Linked DNA regions of Sus scrofa: region 1 is linked to region 2. The links are chromatin contacts, called in public Hi-C maps. All regions are on one chromosome and are shown on one strand. Each heading gives the region's core, a stretch centred on a gene start, on an enhancer-like site or on the middle of the called end of the contact. The rest is flanking DNA. Distances are from core to core; before and after follow the strand shown.

Region 1 (4,526 bases), core at 138-2,637, 100 kb after region 2:
CCCTGAGTGTTACGTGTGCACCGACTGTGGCACCAACCTGAAACAGAAGGGCCATTTCTTTGTGGAGGATCAGATCTACTGTGAAAAGCACGCCCGGGAGCGGGTCATTCCACCCGAGGGCTACGACGTGGTCACTGTGTTTCCCAAGTGAGCCGGCAGCTTGGCACCAAACGTTTCTCCTACGAGTCCCTGGTGGCGTCTTGTTCTCTGAAAGCTGGGGCCTCTATCTTCTTGAAAGTGCTCGTTTACTTCAGTTTGATTTCTGCTCATTAAATGTCACATCCCCTCTGCTAACTGACTCACACTGGCTGTGTGATGCCCGCCTTTATAATTAACAGAAGATGGTTCTGCTCAGTGTCCCCTTGCCAGCGGCACTGTGTCTCCTCTTCACCTCCATTCATCTCTGCTGCAAATGGACATCTGCCAAAGTTGAACCAGCTGAATTTAGTATGTCTGACAATGATTTCATATTTACTCAATAAATTAATAGACTCCAAGGCAGTGTGATGTCTCTTTCATCATGTGACATGGATCCTATTTCCTGTTTCAAGCCAGATGAGATTTCTAAGGCCTCTCCTCTTGATTTGAGGTTCCCAATCCTCTGAGATTTGCAGACCTTCTCGTCCGGGTGTGAGAAAACTGGTATCTGAACCAGCTTTGGTCTTATATTTATTTGAAGCTTACTCCAAATTATCTTTCTCTGATGCTAATAAAAGCTAGTTATGGAGTGTCCTTGTGGCACAGTGGGTTAAGGATTTGGTATTGGCCACTGCAGCGGCTCGGGTCCCTGCCGTGGCTCTGCTTTGATCCCTGGCCTGGAAACTTCTGCATGCTGTGGACATGGCCACCCAATAGAAAAAGATAGGTTTTTTTTTTTTTTTTTGGTCTTTTTTTCTTAGGGCCGCACACACAGCATATGGAGGTTCCCAAGCGAGGGATCAATTCGGAGCTGTAGCCACTGGCCTATGCCACAGCCACAGCAATGTAGGATCCGAGCTGCATCTGCAAACTACACCACAGCTCAGGGCAATGCCAGATCCTTAACCACTGAGTAAGGCCAGAGATTGAACCCATGTCCTCATGGGTGCTAGTTTGGTTCTTTAACCACTGAGCCACGACAGGAACTGCCAGGATAGTTATGTTATAATGAAATGCTGTTTTTGCATCTGGCTGTTTTGGGACTTATCTGAGGAAGTGAATCCTTTTCAGATAATAGATGGGTAGCTTTATGAGTTGGCCTTAAAATTCTCCCTAGTAAGTTCTTCCCCAGGCTGGTTTGCTGCCATTACAACCCCTCTCCTTTGTGATGGGAAATAACACAGGAACATAGTCAGCAGCCCTAAACCTGCAGTTTGCTCAGGGAAATGGCAAATGCTTTCTCCTCACAGAAGAAACGGGGAACCCTGGCCTTGAAGGGGCCTTGGGTAAGAGATCTGAAGTCACCACAGGTCATATGTTGGTGCCTAACCACTAATGGAGTCTTTTGCTCAAACAGTGGCACCCCAGTCACTCTAGAGACAGACGGGTCTCTTCATCAACTCTTCTTCCTCCAAAAGATCAAATCAGCTACCCTTAACCAAGGTTCACCACATAGGTAATAGCTAATACCCTTCATTGAGGAAAGGACTGGCTTGTCAGTGTTGAGTGGTAAGGATTCTAGTTAGATGGCAACGCTAGGATTTCACACTGCAGATCCCTGAAACTTGGACATGCCACAGCCAGTTTAGACCCAAGCACTTCTAATCTGCCAAACCTGAAGCAAAACATTCAGACAGAAACTTACCTTCATATGAAAGCTCTTGGTTTTCTTTCTTTCTTTCTTTCTTTTTTTTTTTTCAATTCATTAATCTTTAAACTCTTAAGTTTATAAAAGGCAAGGTGGCTAAAGCTTCACAGTTTGGGCAAATCAACATAAAACGAAAGCTCTCTGAACCACAGCAATTTTTTTCCCCTGATACATTTACAAATACGGTAACAACTGTGATTGGCATTTATTGATTGGAAGGGGATGAATGGGTAATAAATTCTTAGAACTTTCTCCAGCCCCTTTCCTCAGATAATGTGCTAAATGTCTTTTCTCGTTCAACAACAGTATTACTGCTGAGGAATGGGTCTTACATAGAGGGTGCCTCCCTTCCAGGGAAGTCCAGATACCAGGGTGTCAAGTTACTACTAAGGCTGTTACCCACAGCCTCCGAGGTAATCCATTTCCTAACTGAATGAAACAGGATATCAGTCAGCACTACAATCCTAAGTGCCAGTTGTGTTTTGTAGCCAAGAACTCCTCTTTTCCTCCAGCCTTTGGTTTATAAAATTATTTCCTGCCAAGAGCAGATTAAGATTTGGCTCATTTCTTTTTTTCTTTGCTTTCTTTTTTTTTTTTTTTTTTTTTTTTTTGGTATTTTTGCCATTCCCTGGGCCGCTCTTGCAGCATATGGAGGTTCCCAGGCTAGGGGTCAGATCAGAGCCATAGCTGCTGGCCACAGCCACAGCCACAGCCACGCTGGATCCTTAACTCACTGAGCAAGGCCAGGGATCGAACCTGCAACTTCATGGTTCCTATTCGGATTCCTTAACCACTGAGCCACGAAGGGAACTCCAGATTTGGCTCATTTCTTGTGCTTCATGGCTACCATAGTTATCTGATTTTATGTTTTTGTCATGCTTACTCTAAAATGAAGGCAAAATGGAAGGAATGAGCTGACCTGCATCATTCTTTAATGGCTAAACTTTTGGACAACTTCCTGAAGAGGAAAAGACAGCCAGAATTACAGACTTTGATGCAGTGATTCCCTTTGATTTGGAATGCTCTTCTTCCACTTCTTGATTTAGTTAGCGTCAGTAGTCTTTCAGGATAAAGCCCCAGTGTCACTCTTCTAGACAGGCACCTCTAATGGCCCACCCTCCCTAGGGTCAGCTATGCTTCTGTATCCAGGCCATACCTGGAACACAGTGCATAAGACACTAAGCATAGGCTCCTGAAAGGAATGAGGCCCCCCTAAGTTAAGATTCTTATCTGAGAAAGATACACATCTGAGGAAGAATTTCAAGGACCTCAGATTCTTGCATCTTCCCATTCATAGGTAAGCACCAAAATCATTAACTCAGTATTTTTTGTGGGTTTTTTTTTTATACTAAGTAATTTTTTTTTACCAAGATACATGCTTGACTACATGTATTTCCCAACCAAAAGATTCATATATATTTATATATGCTCCTCCCCTGCCTCTATGGAGAAGTTTCTCAGAGCTGTCTGAGAGGCTGTCTTCCAGGTTACAGTTCTCAATAAGACACTGAATAACACCCAACTCACAGCTCTTATGTTGTGTTTTATTTTTTTTTTCAATTGACAACTTTTAGAAACCTTAATTTCTAGTGAAAATGAAGAAGTAAGCAATTATGAACTTTTACGTTAACATTCTGTGGAATGGCAAACATTTCTAAAAAAACAAGTGGTTGCTTATAGAAAATGTTTCCCATGTAGCACCAGACATGTTGGCTAATGGTCCTAAATAGCTTTAGTTTTTCTGAAAAAAGAAGCCTATGTTCAGTAAATAATGTTTCAATATCTTATTTTGAATGCTCTAGATAGTCAATAAAGGTTTATCATTTAATTTAGCAAATTTTTTTTCTTTTTTTGCTTTTTTAGGGCTGCACTTGTAGCATATGGAGGTTCCCAGGCTACGGGTCTAATTGGAGCTACAGCTGCTGGCCTAAACCACAGCCACAGCAATGCCAGATCCGAGCCATGTCTGGAACCTACACCACAGCTCATGGCAACACTGGATCCTTAACCCACTGAGCAAGGCCAGGTTTTGAATCCGAAACCTCATGGTTCCTAGTTAGATTCGTTTCTGCTGCACCACGATGGAAACTCCGAAATTCATATTTTAAGGCAAGACAACAAAAATTTAAACATAATTTTTTTTTTCTGCCCATGTGGGCTTCCTGCTTTCCCCTTAGGGTGCACTGTAGCTCTATATCATGCATCAATCAGACTTCCTCAATGGCAGAAATACCTGCTCAACCATAAAGATCAGTTTTTCTTCTGTTGGCACCAGCCATGTAACCCTCCTTAGAAGATGTGTGCCTTTCTCAATCCTGTAAGGACCCAGGATGACCCACCACTCACCTCATACGTGCAAATCCCTTTGGTGAACTTTATGTCCTGTGCCAACCTATCATTCCCCTTAAAGATAGTGATTGGTATAGAACAGACTGGGTCAGACAATCTGGGAAAATGCTAGGCAGCACCTAATGGAAGTTATCAGGTTAAATTCGTATTTATGATCTTATTAATGTCACTAGCTACATGACTTGTATTCTGCCTTATTATTATTATTTGGCCACACTTGCAGCATGTGAAATTTCCTGGGCCAAGGATCGAACCCACGCTGCGGCGTCTATCCAGGCCACTGCAGTGACAATGCCAGATCCTTAAACCTCTGCATCAACAGGGAACTCCTCTTCAGCCTTATTTTATAAGATTATTGTTCCTTGCATTACCCAATGTGTGACTGAGCCTC
Region 2 (4,534 bases), core at 360-2,859:
CGCCAAAGTAGTAAGAACATTTTTCTCATTAACCCCATTAGCCTATGGAGATTACATAACCCAAAAAAACCTATGACCCTATGCTCCAAGGCCACTCTCATTTTCTGAGAATATCTGCATTCTGCCTATGGGATGTGTGTTTCTCTGAATAAACCTGCTTTTCCTTTACTCTGACTGGCTGTTGAATTCTATCCTGCAGGAAGCTAAGTACCCTCCCTTGGTGGTCCATCCTAAGGACTCCTGCAGCTCCCAGGATGTGACATTTCCCTCTCCCGCCACAGCTTTTGTGGCAACCATCAGAGTACCTCAAGCAGCATAATCTTTTTTTGTCTTTTCTAGGGCCGCACCCACAGCATATGGAGGTTCCCAGGCTAGGGGTTGAACCGGAGCTACAGCTGCCGGCCTACACCACAGCCACAGCAATGCGGGATCCCAGCCCCATCTGTGACCTACACCACAGCTCACGGCAACGCCTGGTCTTTAACCCACTGAGTGGGGCCAGGGATAGAACCTGCAACCTCATGGTTCCTAGTTGGATTTGTCAACCACTGAGCCGTGATGAGAACTCCCAAGGAGTATAATCTTCACCAAGCCCCCATGAAGATCAAGTAGCCTCTTCGGTGACAGCTGATGCTGTCCACAGGATCTGGCAGAGACCAGCTCTCTAGCTGTGAAGGAGTCCACTGAGCCTGAGGCTTCTCTCTGCCGGCTCTCCTCTTTCTCGCTTTCTGGTTCCATTACTCTACCTCTTTGGACCCCCGAAGATTCATGAGACAACCACCTGGACCTCCAAATTAAGACCATGGTCAATAATTGGCCACTTAAGTTTCCCCACCGTGGCTCCTTGAGCCCAATTCACCCTCCCCACTCATTCCCAGTCTCATTCCATTTCTGGGACCCTGGAACAGTGTCCAGGGGCCCAGGTGGAAGGATATGGGAGACCTCCAGTAGATCTGAGGCCCTGGCCCTCCCTTTGTGCGCATGGCCTCATCGCACCCAGAGCAGAAGTCACATGTGGGCTCCTCCCTCATGCGGTCCTAGATTTATATTTCCTAGCTTAGTTCAGATTCACAAGATCCATCACTCTGGCTTTTCCCTTCCTCCTCTCAAATTCTTAGACTGTCTCTGGATCCTCCAGCCAGCCCTGTCTACTCAGCCAGCAAGTTGGGTGTTGCCTCTGTCTCAAGGCTGTACAGAGGTTTCCCTCTTTAGCCTGCCCTTTAGCTAAGTCCACAGAGGATTTTGTCCCCTTGGATGTTTGCTCTGATATTGTTTTGCTAAACATCCCAAGAGCACAGCCTGGAGGGAACTTTTTCCTTGTCTTACTATCATCACAGAACTTTGTGGCACTCCAACCCCACCCTTTGGGCTCCATCTACTTCGTTTTTTCTTTCACAGGGCAACGAAGATTATTTATTCCCTTAGCCTATTCTTGGCCTAGGTCTCCTCCCCACCTCTCTGAAGGGTTTAGGCCTTGGCATTCTGGTTTCTCCTGCTGGCTTGTATTCTTCTCCTGAACGAATTTGGGGGCCTTCTCGGGCTTCTGAACAGGTAGACTTTGGGAGCTCATGGGGATCTCACTGCTACCTTTGCCAAACAAACCCTTTCTGATGGCTGGATGGCCACAAGCCCAGTTTCTTCTGCTTAGTTGATTAAAAATCTCTTCTGCTTAATTCCCTACCCTCTAGTCAGGGGCAATCATGGATCGGGTCAATTATTTTTATCTTTTTAACTGCCAAGAGAAGTTGATTCTGCAACATCCACTTAAGGGGGTCCCATCCACTGAAGTCCTTAGCTGTACACTCCTTTATATTTTTGGGAGATCAAGGACACTGGGAGAGCACCAGAACTGATAACTACTATTTGGCCAGGGTCTGTCAGGCCCCTGTCTCATCATGACATCTGAACCAAACATGGGGGCGACTACAAGCACCCCAAAGGACTGCCCAATAGGATGTATATTGGCTAACTGGGGTAAACTTAGACAAGATGGATTAAAAAAAAGAGAAATTAGTTTTCTTTTGCAACATTGCATGGCCCCCATACAAACTAGGGAACTAAGGGATCTGGCCAGAAAATAATTGAATTACAATACCATCTTGCAGCTGGACCTATTTTGTAAAAAGGAAAGTAAATGGGAGGAAGTCTCACACATCCAACGTTCATGACCCTATTCTGAGATCCAGGTCTAGAAAACTCTTGCTGGGTGGGCCTGGATCACACCCCTTCAGTGTGACTTCTTTTCCCACAGAAGCCTGTTGTGTTTAGATGATCCCTTTATGAGTCCAGCTCCTCAAGGCCCACAACCCAGAACTCCCACTCCCCCACCCCCAAATTCTGAGGAAGGACATTCTTCCAGATCATCTACCCCTAGCACCCCACCTGGGCTGTTGGAAATCCACCACCTTCTCACCCCAGCCCTATCCTGTACCCTCTTTTTATTGAAAGTGAGTCCTGCCAGTAACACATGAAGCTGGGATCCCGACCAGCCTCCCAGTACTAAACTCTGTGTCTTAAGGGAAGTGCTGGCTGGCGACAGAAGAACAATCAGAGTCCATGTCCCTTTTCCTATGGCTGTGGAGGACCTAGCTACTTGCAAAGAGAATGTTTTTCTGAGGACTGTGGTTTGTTTGTAGAGGAATACACCAAGCTGACAATCTCCTATGAACTTCCTTGGGGGACCCACAAGTTCTCCTCTCCAAGGGCATAAAATCGACCTTACAGGGAGTGGGGTGCAATCACCAATCAAGACCACCACTGGGACTACCAACAGGAGATAGAGGGCTTGAACCCAAGAACCACATGATAACTTGCCTCATAGAAGGGATGAAGTGGTGTGTTGTTAAGCCTGTTAAATTTAACAAAATCAGAGAAGTGATACAGGGAAAGATGAGAAACTGCCCTCTTCCAGGGCTGCCTGGTTGAAGCCTTTAGAAGTCATACACCTATATTAATCCTGATACCACCAAAAGCCACATCCTTGTGAATATCCATTTTATCAATCTGCCCCAGATATCAGCAGGAAATTCCAGAAGGGATCTATGGGACCCCAAAGCCCCAAGAATCAGCTCATGGACTTGGCCTATGGAGTATTAACAATAGGACTGAGGAAGCACAAAGGATTCAGGGACAACAAAAGGCAGACTTAACCCCTGTACCTCCTCAGGGTTATACCCAATCCTGCACTCCTTGGGAAAGCCCATGGTAGGGCAGCATCTAGCAAATCTGGATCAGAGGCACTGTCCCACCAAGAAGGGACTTGTTTTAAGTGCTGTCTGGAGGATGAATGCCCACTATATGGAGAAAATCGGAGGTGAAAATGAGAGGGCCACTGGAAGAGGTACTGCCCCAGTTCCGAAGGGGAATTGGGGCTCCCAAACCAATGGAGGCCGAGTGGACTAAAGACTGAGGGGGCCGAGGACCCTCCCTGGACCCCAAAGGACACCTAGGCATTTTCCCAGAGGAGCCTTGGGTAACCCTTGATGTGGCAGGTAGCAAAGGTTTTCCTTAGATGGGGGGCTGCCTTCTCTTTGCTGACTGCTTTCTCTGGACCCTTGTCCATCTTGTCCTGTATAGCAATAGGGATCGATGGATGGCCCAGAGCCAACTGATTCCCCCACCTGCTTAGGTTCTTACTTGGAAATTTTACCTTTGCAGCCATTCTCTGCTCATACCAGAGTACCTCATCTTCCTGTTGGCAAGAGATTTGCTCAGCTCAAATCCAGACAAGAGATCAATTTGGAGACCCCCCAGGGGAAAACAGCTTCTCTTGGTCACGGGAGCCTCCCTTAGTCCCAAACCAGAGGAGCTCTTCCTCCCACCCCATATTGTTTCTCAAGTAAACCCCTCCATCCAGGACACCTGGGTTCCTGGCCAAGCTACTTATGTGCCCCCAGTTTAGATTTCACTGAAACCCACTTCTGATTGCCCGTGGAAAAAAAAACAATATCCCTTAAGACCAAGGCCCAGTGAGGTATCCAGGCTTTAATAACCAAGTTCTTAAAATGTGGGCTGTTACTACCCTGCCAATTTCCATGAAATACACTGGTTCTGCCCATTAAAAAGTGAAAGTGGAGAGCACAGATTTTTTCAAGACCTGAAGGCAGTTAGTGAAGCAGTACTTCCAGTTCCTGATAGTCCCTAATGCATATAACATACTGACCCAAGTCCCAGAGAATGCAAATTGGCCACAGAACTAGACTTTAAGGATGCCTTTTTCTTTTTGTCTTTTCTAGGGCCGCTCCTGCAGCATATGGAGGTTCCCAGGCTAGGGATTCAATCAGAGCTGTAGCCACCGGCCTACGCCAGAGCCACAGCAAAGCGGGATCCAAGCCGCGTCTGCAACCTACACCACAGCTCATGGCAACACCGGATCCTTAACCCACTGGGCAAGACCAGGGATCGAACCCGCAACCTCATGGCTCCTAGTCGGATTCGTTAACCACTGTGCCATGTCAGGAACTCCAAGGATGCCTTCTTTTGAATTCGCCTGCACCCAGACACTCATCTCTTTGCCTTTGAGTGGACAGGTCCA

Evidence for each region. Hi-C and Micro-C count contacts between places; a contact is called where the count stands out from the background.
Region 1: a contact with region 2 is called in a Hi-C map of omental adipose tissue, with 1.6 times the contacts expected there. The contact joins two enhancer-like sites. A contact is called at or near these places in 1 of 5 promoter capture datasets (liver), 12 of 47 Hi-C or Micro-C datasets (embryonic fibroblasts, fetal heart ventricle, heart right ventricle and 7 more) and 1 of 2 datasets of contacts at active chromatin or transcription factors (skeletal muscle).

What each region holds. Positions count from the first base shown.
Region 1 is chr14:106,740,107-106,744,632 of Sscrofa11.1, reverse strand. PDLIM1 (PDZ and LIM domain 1) reads left to right here. Exons shown (of 7, transcript NM_001315778.1): 7 at 1-313. The coding sequence ends at 151. Among named protein-coding and RNA genes, the nearest start is that of PDLIM1, 51 kb to the left of the region's middle. Within about 2 kb of position 1,387, at least 6 of the 83 cell types and tissues checked have an H3K27ac peak or open chromatin away from gene starts, as enhancers often do. A contact at or near this core is called in omental adipose tissue, where this site is marked.
Region 2 is chr14:106,840,841-106,845,374 of Sscrofa11.1, reverse strand. No RefSeq gene overlaps it. Among named protein-coding and RNA genes, the nearest start is that of PDLIM1, 50 kb to the right of the region's middle. Within about 2 kb of position 1,609, at least 1 of the 83 cell types and tissues checked has an H3K27ac peak or open chromatin away from gene starts, as enhancers often do. A contact at or near this core is called in omental adipose tissue, where this site is marked.